Regions from separate parts of the Pan troglodytes genome. Here region 1 is linked to region 2. The links are chromatin contacts, called in public HiChIP or PLAC-seq maps. All regions are on one chromosome and are shown on one strand. Each heading gives the region's core, a stretch centred on a gene start, on an enhancer-like site or on the middle of the called end of the contact. The rest is flanking DNA. Distances are from core to core; before and after follow the strand shown.

Region 1 (5,403 bases), core at 86-2,585, 110 kb after region 2:
AATTTTGAAGTTAAATGCAGAAAACTGCAAACTTTTGAGGCTGATATCCAGGGCCAGGATTAAAATAAAAAGTATTAATGCCTTAAACAGTATTTACTGACCATCTACCCTACTGCAAGGCCCTAGGGAGAAACTGAACAGACATGGTTACTGATTCAACGGAGTTTACAATCTAGGTAGGCATACAGGCAAACCATTTCAATAGATCGGATGGAGAAAACACCTGTGCTCCAAGGAAGGTACCTAACTGAGCAAGCTTCCCTGAGGAGCGACCCTAAACTGTGCCACAAAGATGGTTAAGAAGAGATGAGGCGGCTGGGCGTGGTGGCTCACGCCTGTAATCCCAGCACTTTGGGAGGCCGAGGCTGGCGGATCACGAGGTCAAGAGATCGAGACCATCCTGGCCAACATGGTGAAACCCCGTCACTGCTAAAAATACAAAAAAATTAGCTGGGCGTGGTGGTACATGCCTGTAATCCCAGCTACTCGGGAGGCTGAGGCAGGAGAATCGCTTGAACCCGGAGGCGGAGGTTGCAGTGAGCCGAGATCGTGCCACTGCACTCCACCCTGGCGACAGAGCGAAACTCGTTTCAAAAAAAAAAAAAAAGAGGCAGGTTACGGCGCGGGGGCGGGGAAGGGGGCCTGCAGCACCGGCGAGGGGAAGAACCAACTTACTGATGCCTCAGCCAGTGGCTGGAGCCCTAAGAATGGGCAGACCTGGCTACGAAGGTCCTCTTCATAACACTACTGCCCCCAAGAATGTAAGCTGCCCAAGCACGAGGACACTTTTAGAGGGCCCTCAGACTCAGCTTCTTTTGGTCTGTGCCTCAAATTAAGCACATGTCTTACATTTCTCCCAGGTCCCAATTTTCAGGTCTGCTTTTCTTTGTTTTTCTTTGTCGCTCCCCGCTCCTAAGAACCTTCGGCTGGGATGACATTCTTCAGGTGCAGAAACCAGGGGGAAGCTCCCAGAGCAGTGGGGGCTGAACTCAGGACACAGTCATTTTTGCTGTTAAGTCTCTCCTGCGGCGCTGAGGAGGAAGGCTCAAAGTAACCAACCAGAGCAGCCGCAGAGGGAAAAGCGAAGACAGTTCTGGTCCGGCCCAGCGCTTCTCACCCTCTAGCTCTCTACTCTCCGCCGCGCAGCCTCCGCTCCCTCCACATCACGCAGGGGGCTTGATTGACATGTGGGCCCGCCCAATCCCAGTGCGGCAGAGACCGTTGTCGCGTCAGGGACCGGGGAAGGGGGCGACTGAACCTATCAGATTGGGTCCAGAGTGGGTTTCCTGCCCGCGCGGATCCGCCTGCCCACCGCGCGTGCCCCGCCTCTCTCCCAAGAGCTACGCGGCGGCGGCGGAGCGCAGGCCTCGTGCCGTTACGGCCATCACGGCGGCCGCAGTGGCGTCCTGGAGCCCTCCTCAGGTGAGCTGGAGCTGCCCGGCTCGGCAGCGGGAAGGTGAGACGGCCTTGTTGGCAGGCAGACACACACCCCCCCCCGTCAGTCCGCTGTCCGTCCATACAGCCTGTTACTCGCTGCGTCGCTTCCTCTTCTCGCTCTGAGTTAGCCCCGGGGGCGCCGTCTGCAGGCTCGGAGCTGAGCCGGAGGGGGCGCGGAGGCTGCTCGGAGGGTCCAGACTTCTGCACTGGGATTCCGCGAGACCCTCGGGCCGTTGCCCCAGGGAGCGTGACCCCGCGGCCTCCTTGTCAGCCCCTGGAGCGCTGTGTCGGGCTGAGAGCCCGGGCGGCCGCCCGTGCGAGCCTGGGAGGTCGAGTGTGCGGCGCGCTGGTTGACTTGTCTGTTTTCTCATGAAAAAGTCCTTTTGCCAGCTGTGGCGTAATCCGAGGCCGGGAAGGTAGGGACGTGGTAGGAGGAAGGGCGCTCTCACCTCCAGCCCGAGAGGAGGGGAGGCGTCAGCCTGCGCGGTGCTGCGGGTGGACATCTTCGGGACGCGCCCTCTCCCCTCCCCCCACCCACCGGCCGTTTTCTAGTCTGGGGCTGCGACTTTAATGGTCTGGACCTGCTTCAGATTCGTACGCGAGTTGCTGGGGCTGTGAACTTTTGACTTGAGTTGTAATATGTTTGGTAAAACAAAAAACCATTTCGATAGGTTTTGTAACCTTTCTTCTGTATTAACATACAAGTTAAATTCGCCGTTAGAAGCTCAGGAAGCTGGGTTTTGTTCAGGGCTGAGGACGTAACCGTAGAAACGCTCTCGGTGTCAAACTGATGGACCCGGAGTCACCTGAAAATAATTATGCACGTTAGATTAGGTAAGAAGCCCTAGAAATTAGGAAAGAATTACGTTAAAGAGAATTGCCTAACTCCTCTTTGGGTAGGGAGCAAAGCAGCTCAATGTCCCCCCAAAACGGGTGTTGCCAAAAGGTACTCATTTTTAAAATTTTACTTTGATAGACGTATGACAAACCAACTATAACGATTTCTTCAGCACCTGGAAACCAGTGTGCCTAGACTCTCAGCCTTCAGCGAGGTCACACAGTAAACGGAGAAATAACCTAAGAAGAAAGTTTTGTTTGGTAATTGTCAATAATATTCGTTCTTTTCTTTTTAAAACACTTTATTTTCTTGTGAGGGGTGGAGTCTGTGATATTCTTAAATAGGCATCCCATTCACAACTTGATAGTAATATGCACTGGTTGATAAATGGTACTTTCTTTTCATCTTGACCACAAACTCTGAGACTTCTTTGGGAAAATTGTGATCTGTGGAAATTGGCTGTAATATCCATAAACATAGTTTGCAGAGTGTTCACATCTACTCAGCTGTTGGCTCATGTATTAAATTTTAAAATGTGTACTTATTTTTCTAGGCATTATCTTTTGTCCAGGTTTTGACAGTGCTTTCAGGTCCATCTAAATAAAATTTGAGACCTACGTGTAATGTTTTGTTCGATACTGAGGGAGATCAGGCGGGGTAGCTCAAGCCTGTAATCCCAGCACTTTGGGAGGCTGAGGCGGGCGGATCACGAGGTCAGGAGATTGAAACCACCCTAGCAGACACGGTGAAACCCCGTCTCTACTAAAAATACAAAAAAGTAGCCGGGCGTGGTGGCGGGCGCCTATAGTCCCAGCTACTCGGGAGGCTGAGGCAGGAGAATGGCGTGAACCCGGGAGGCGGAGCTTGCAGTGAGCCGAGATCGCGGCACTGCACTCCAGCCTGGGCGACAGAGCGAGACTCCGTCTCAAAAAAATAAATAAATAAAATGTGTATTTATTTTTCTAGGCATTATCTTTTGTCCAGGTTTCTGCAGTGCTTTCAGGTACATCTAAATAAAATTTGAAACCTACGTGTAATGTTGGCCGGGCTCGGTGGCTCACGCCTGTAATCCCAGCACTTTGGGAGGCCGAGGCAGGCGGATCACGAGGTCAGGAGATCGAGACCAGCCTGGCCAACACGGTGAAACCCCGTCTCTACTGAAAATACAAAAATTAACCGGGCGTGGTGGCACGCACCTGTAATCCCAGCTACTCGGGAGTCTGAGGCAGGAGAATTGCATGAACCCGGGAGTCGGAGGTTGCAGTGAGCCAAGATCGCCACTGCACTCCAGCCTGGCAACAGAGCAAGATTCCGTCACAAAAAAAAAAAAAACAAACAAACAGAAACAAACAAAAAAAACCTATGTGTAATGTTTTGTTAGATACTGAGGGAGACCAGGCGGGGTAGTTCAAGCCTGTAATCCCAGCACTTGGGAGGCCAAGGCGGGAGGATAGCTGGAGGCCAGGAGTTTGAGATCAGCCTAAGCAATGTAATGAGACCCTGTCTCTAAATTAAGAAAATATAAAAAAATTTAAAAAGGAAAATAATAAAGAAAAGAGATATTTAGTGATACTTCATGGTTCTGGGTTTTTTTCTTTTCTTTTTTTTTTTTTTTTTTGAGACAGAGTCTCTGTTGCCCAGGCTGGAGTGCAGTGGCACGATCTTGGCTCACTGCAACCTCTGCCTCCCGGGTTCAATCGATTCTTGTGCCTCAGCCTCCCAAGTAGCTGGGACTACAGGTGTGTGCCACCATGCCCAGCTAATTTTTTTGTATATATATATTTTTTTCTTTTTCTTCTGTTTTTTTTTTTTTTGAGACGGAGTCTCACTCTGTTGCCCAGGCTGGAGTGCAGTGGCGGGATCTTGGCTCACTGCAACCTCTGCCTGCCGGGTTCAAGCAATTCTCTGCCTCAGCCTCCCCAGTAGCTGGGATTACAGGCGCCTGCCACCACGCCTGACTAATTTTTGTATTTTTAGTAGAGGCAGGGTTTCACCATCTTGGCCAGGCTGATCTTGAACTCCTGACCTCGTGATCCACCTGCCTCGGCCTCCCAAAGTGCTGGGATTACAGGCATGAGCCACCACGCCTGGCCTGTATTTTTAGTAGAGACGGAGTTTCACCATGTTGGCAAGGCTGGTCTCGAACTCCTGACCTCAAGCAATCCGCCCACCTCCGCCTCCCAAAGTGCTGAGATTACAGGTGTGCGCCACCGTGCCTGGCCTATATTCATTTTTCAAAAATTTTCTAGAGTTTTACATTTTCATTGCTTTGTACTTTTACTTTGTCTTATTTTACTTTTTCACCATGTGTTTTTCAAAGCTGAAGGTATATTTGATGTGATTATTATAAATCACTTGTCAGGAAGACTTGACTTAATGAATACAGATACAGTTCATTTTTAAAATCATGGTTTAATAATTTTTAGAATTTACCTTTATAATATAGAAAAATACCAAATGTTCTTTATCTGCACTAGAAAATTAAATGATTATTTCATTAATAAGTAAAATTGAAGGGAACTTTTGAAATCACTGAGCAGTTAACAAATTCTCTATAAATACTGTGATGTTAGGAAGACAACAAGGCTAAATATGACATTTAAAGATTTAAGGAAACTTTATGTCTGGCTGATCCTCACCTTAAACTCTAATGAAGATAGAATTTATAGTCTTCCCTTCAAAACTGATTCCATATGCTGACTTTGTTTTGGTGACATTACCATGCTTTCAATTACCCAGACACAAACTTTGGTTTTATCTCTATGCACGTAACAATATTGGCTGATTTTTGCCAGCCATTTTTATCTTTGAACTACTCACTAGCCTTTAATTGGGTTTTTTTGCTTGATTTTTCTCTCTACTTAGTATGTCTTCGTAAATCTTAGAATTATGCTTCAAACACATCCTTCACTTTTTGGAAACCAGTGATAACTCTCTGTTATCTTCAGAGTATAGTTCAGAATTCATAGCCTAATAACAGCCTGCTCAAACCTGTTTTTCTGGGGCCAGCACTATTTCTTTCTTTTTTTTTAATCAGTGCCAGCACTATTTCTTTATAGGAGCTGTCCACTCTAACCAAACCAATCTCTAATTCTTATTTACTCTTTGTATTTTTGTACCTTCGTATC
Region 2 (5,421 bases), core at 1,534-4,033:
TTAGCCTGAGATGCTCAGCTATACCTCCCCAAACTTCTGACCTATGGAAGCTGAAATAATTGTTAATCTGTTAAGTGTGAAATTTGTTATGCATTAAAAAAAGAAAGAAAGAAACTAATATACCCCCCTAAATAAAGATATAAAGATACAGGACAAAACAACAAATAAAAGGGGAAACAAGAACGTTATCTTTCCCAGAGTACATTATTTCTTCTCACAGCACTGAGATTATGAACATACACAGAGTCAGAATCAAGGAAAAAAAGATTAAAACTGTACAAAATTCTGTAAATTTTAAGTTACAGCAATTAAATGTGTGTTTTTCACAGACATCTTGTTACACAATCACCATAAGATACTATCCCCATTTTATTTTATTTTTTTAAAGAGATGGAGTCTTGTATGTTGCCCAGGTAGGCCTCAAACTCCTGGGTTTAAGGGTTCCTCCTGCCTCACTACAGAGTAGCTGGAACTACAGGAGTGCACCACTGGGCCCAGCTCCCCATTTTTAGAGATAAAGAAAGTAAGGCTCAAAGGTAACACCCTGAACACCACAAACCCAGGGGACGTTCAAAGTAACTTCGGTCCAGGACCCACTCCTTCTCCCCTACACCATAGTGCCTTTAAGGCTTTAAAAGAACCAATCAAATCTACAGTCATTTTATTAGTCTCTTCAAAGGAGGCAATCCTAGTAACACAACAAACTTCCATATTTTGCATCTATTTAAATATTCCTTAGCCTTATCAGAACATCGAAACTGAAGTGGATACAGAAAAATTTCCACTCAAAAGCAGTTCGTTTGTGAAAATGACCACTGGTAGATCACTTGAATTAATTTAGTTTACTCGAAGTACGTTTTAAATATGTAAAGGAAAATGGCGTGGCAAAACACCTGTAGATCTTCTACAACTTTATTTGGGTAACAATTTGTCTTATAAGTATTCTTAATCATCAAAAGCAAGGAAAAAACATTTCTGCTTCTTTCCATTCCATATTTCCCTACTTGGTTAAAATTTTTCAGTCTGAATTCCTCATACATTATGAATATTAGAACAAGGTACGTTACATTACCATACAATAAACAAGTTATTTTTATTTTCGCTGTTCTGTATATTTCCCTAAGTGCTTCACCATCGGAATGTGCAATTTTCTTAAAACACGAGGAAAACTAAAATGTAGAGTCATTCAAATTCCACGTAAGTTACAAATCACACAACTTTGTGCCAATTCAGATACTTTCTCGAGTAAACACTATTTTTGCGAAGATGCAAGTCTTTCTAGTCAGAATCACGAGAATAAACTCTATCCATCTTAACACCAACTTTAACAGCAAATAATTTTTTTTATCACAAATTGCGTTTTTTTTTTTTTTTTTTTTTTTTGTCTGTAAGTGTCCAAAACTATCCCATGACTTAAACTCCCGGAGCACGATTCCCTGCAATGTGAAGAGAATCGATAGATAACATTTGAAATGTGGGTAGATGGGGGTGACGTGACAATCCTAAAACCTGAAAATTTCTTAGTACCCATACCATACAAGAAGCACCCAGTTCGGACCCTGCAAACGAGGCTCAGGTCCAACTCCAAGCACTCTAGTTTCCCACCCCGCCCCCACCTCGAGAAAGGAGGGAAAACAACTTTTATTGGCCTCGTCTCTCAGGGGACTGGCAAACTAGCGGGGCAGTGCTTAGGCCTGGACACGTTTCACAAGGAGGCCCCCGTCGGGGGCTGAGAGGGCAGATAGCTGGAAAGCCCAGCATTGATGCCCCATCTCCCCCAGCCGCCACCCCCCTGCCCCACCCCGCCAACAAGAAGCCTGGGCCAGCCGCCCCGCCGAGCGACCCCCCAGGCCCCTCCGCTGAAATGAACTCGTTGTCATGTGACGCCGCCGCCGCTAAAACACCGCAGAAACGCAGGTCGGCGGGCGGCGGAAGGCATTCGCGCCAGCCCGCGTCGGCCCGGCCCCGCTGGGCGCGGGCGACTCCCGAGAGCCCGGGCGGGGGGGGCGGAGGGCGGGCTTGGCGGCGGGCCCGAGCGCGCCACAAAGGCTTCCGCGCCTGTCGCCGTAGTGCCCGGGCGGGCGGGGGCAAAATTTTTGGTGCCCGCGGGAGGGGTGGCAAGCGACGAAGACGCTGGGGTGCCCACCGCGCCCACAGACGTCTCTCCGGGCACTCGGACGGCCCACGACCGCCGCACCCCGCACAGGCCCGCGCGGCCTCCCTCCCCCGCACGGGGCCCGCGCCCGGCCCGCCCGCTCGCCGCTCGCGCTCTCTCGCTCTCGCCCGGCCTCCATCTTGGATCGGCGCTTCCAGCCCCCGCGCCGCTGCCGCCGCATTCCCCCTCTTTCCCGCCCCCCGCCGCCGTCGCCGCCGCCCGCACTCACCTCAGCTGCCCATCCGGGCGCCGCCGACCATCGACCTAGTTTCCCCCCAAAAGTCTCCGGTGTGTTATTCCCGATGTGGGGGGGTTGTTACGGGGTGGTCGCCGGGGGTTCGGGAGCGGGGGCCGCGCCTTCAACGGAGCTGCAATCCTAACCCGCCATCTGGTGGCATTTTCCACACGCCAATGGCGCCGCTGCAGACTTGGGTCCGGACCGCCCTCTGCTGGCCGCGGTGCTCACTGCCTTGCTGACGGGACGGGCCTGCCCGGAAAGGGGAGGGAGCTGAGGCGCGAGCTAGGGGCCGCGGCAGGGGCGCGCGCAAACGCTTTCCAGTGGGGATTGCGCGCACGCGCACCAGCGGGGCGGGAAACGTGGCCGCTGCGTGGCGGCCCCGCCCCCACACGGAGCGCTCGCGCAGTTCAGCCAATCGCGAGCGGCGTAGGCTTCTGGATAAGGGCGCTGTGGACGGTTCTTGGGCCGCCCGAGGCTGGCGGAAGGACGGCCACGGTGGCGCCTGCGCGTCCGGCTCGCCGAGTTGCCGCCCGCCATTTTTGGAGCTTCTTGGAGAGCTAGGCAGGAACCCGCTCCGGGTTCCTTCACCGAGGCTCCTCCCTAGGTCTCAGGGCCGGCGCTTTCCTCTGTTCCCGCCCGGCTCCTGCTGCCCCCATCCGCAACTCTCGAGACGCCCTGCGGAAACCCGAGGGTGAGGCCGCGCAGATCCCTGCTCCCACTTGGATTTAGCAAGGGCCTCAGAGCTTAGCATTGTATTCGCGATTTACGGTTGACAAGCGCTTTCACCAGGCAAGAGTGAAAAGGTTTCAAAGGGACTATTGGGGACTTCCCTCGCCATTAATCTAGACGAAACACCGCCGGCCCTAGGCCGATTGGCGTCATCCTGCCTCTGTAAAGCACATCTTTCCGTGGTGTCGGCTTTGCATAAGGCGGCAGCATTGGCTAGTTTGTGAGAAGAGAATATAACTAGACTGAGAAGATAGACTCAGCTGTGAAATTGGATTTCTCCCTCCACAACCTAGGACTACTTTCAGTAGCTCTGAAATACACATGAGAATCTTAGCCTTCTAGATGCCAAAAGAGAAATAATCAGTAAGGTGAAATCATTAACAAACTATTTATGTTGAACGTCGCCTCTTCCCTGATCTCCACCTGCCCGTCCGTGGCCATGGATCCCTACCTTTCACCTGCTTACAACTTTTCACCACAAAAGTGAATCCTTACTCTCCTGGATCATTAGCCCCGATATGACTAACTTCTCTATCGCTATAGCCAAGTCTATTTCAGTATGGAATCGCTCAACTACTTTATAGTCTTAAGGGCCTGTCTCCAGTAGGTTACCCCTATTTGTGTTTTCTCTCTCAAGGATTTGCAAGATGTGTGGCTTTTCGCTGGAGAAAGTCATAACTGACCAGATTGGATATGAATTCGTGACTGGACTCCTACTTATAATTTTCTTGCGCTTTCTTCTAATCTCTGGCTGATCTCCTATTTTCCACAAAGACTGTTTCAAGCTTTCCATGTTGTTAAAGATGCCAGTCCCAGTCCATACTAATAGATAAATTCATCCAGTTTCCTGGGCTCAGAGCTATGGGACTCCAATTCCGGTTTGACCTTCCCTCCATTATAAAATATCTGTGACCACCTCCTGTTCGTGATCCCAAAACTTCTAACCAAATTAACCCAGAACCCTTCTCTCCAAAGCCACTCCCTCTGCCTGACACTATGCCATCCCTTCCCACCTTCTCCTTCCACCACTACTTTCCTAGCGCCTTATAATGTAAATATGTTCTTATCCACTGTCTTCTTCCTTTCTGTTTCTCAGAAGTTTCTGTTGTCTTGGCTGGGTGCGGTGGCTCACACCTGTAATCCCAGCACGTTGTGAGGCAGAGGCGGGCGGATAACATGAGGTCAGGAGTTCGAGACTACCCTGGCCAACATGGTGAAACCCTGTCTACTAAAAATACAAACATTAGCCAGGCGTGCTGGTGTGCGCCTGTAATGCCAGCTACTCGGGAGGCTGAGGCAGGAGAATCTCTCGAACCCGGGAGGTGAAGGTTGCAGTGAGCCGAGATCACGCCACTGCACTCCAGCTTGGGCGACAAGAGTGAGACTCTGTCTCAAAAAAAAAAAAGTTTCTGTTGTCTTTTTTTTTTTTAATTCAGTGATGTTACTCCCTCCAGTTGCTATGCTATCAACGTTCCTTTCATTGACACATTCTCAAAAGAAACAGTTACGGTTTTCACCAATCCCCATCCCCTACTTGAAACCCTTTTTCCCTTTCTTTTAAGACACTTCCCCGGATCTACACCTACCTAGTTTGCTGGTCTTCTGATTTCTTTGCTAGCACCTCCTCTTTCTTCAATCTGTTCTCTACTACATGCCTTCTCTTAGGTCTCCCAAAATTAGTCTGTTCTTGATTTTTCCTTAACTGAGTTTCCTCGTGTTCAGCTACTTGCCAGAAAGCTGCAGCTCAAACACTTAAAATAATTCCTCTCTCTTATTTGAATTTCCTAATTTATCCTAACATTGTAATTTCAGCTAGTGTAGTGATTAAGAACATGAACTGTGAAACCAGACTGCTCTGGAAAGCTTTGTAACCTTAGACAAATCTCTTTCTGTCTCAGTTTCCTCAACTGCAAAATGGAAATAGCAACAGTACCAATCTCATAGGGTTGTTATGAGTGTTAAACTATTTATTTAATATTTAAACTATTTAATATATTATAGAAATGCCATCAGCATTATTACATTTATTGTTTTTAATCTTACTAAGAAGTTTTTAGCATTTTTTTAAGTCTGAGGGCATGGGTAATCAACTTTCTAAGTTTATAGAAATCTAAAATTGTATTTTGCCCTCACACTTAATAATTGATTATAAGTCATTTTTATAATCAATTTTATAAATTGTTTATAAATAATTACATAGCAGCCTAGGCTCTAAATTGTAGGGCCAGACTTGATTATTTTCTTTCAAAAAAGCCTAAGTCCCACCATACCTCATTCAGATGGCTTGCTTTTTTTTCTA

The links. HiChIP or PLAC-seq counts read pairs in DNA pulled down with a chosen protein or histone mark.
Region 1: an H3K4me3 HiChIP or PLAC-seq map of stem cell-derived excitatory neurons shows a contact between it and region 2, with 2.3 times the contacts expected there. The contact joins the promoter of NCK1 here to the promoter of STAG1 in region 2. A contact is called at or near these places in 1 of 7 Hi-C or Micro-C datasets (stem cell-derived neural progenitor cells) and 1 of 1 datasets of contacts at active chromatin or transcription factors (stem cell-derived excitatory neurons).

The regions. Positions count from the first base shown.
Region 1 is chr2:140,089,624-140,095,026 of NHGRI_mPanTro3-v2.0_pri, forward strand. It overlaps NCK1 (NCK adaptor protein 1), which reads left to right and starts at 1,336. Exons shown (of 4, transcript NM_001246580.1): 1 at 1,336-1,456.
Region 2 is chr2:139,981,067-139,986,487 of NHGRI_mPanTro3-v2.0_pri, forward strand. It overlaps STAG1 (STAG1 cohesin complex component), which reads right to left and starts at 2,784. Exons shown (of 33, transcript XM_016942001.4): 1 at 2,385-2,784.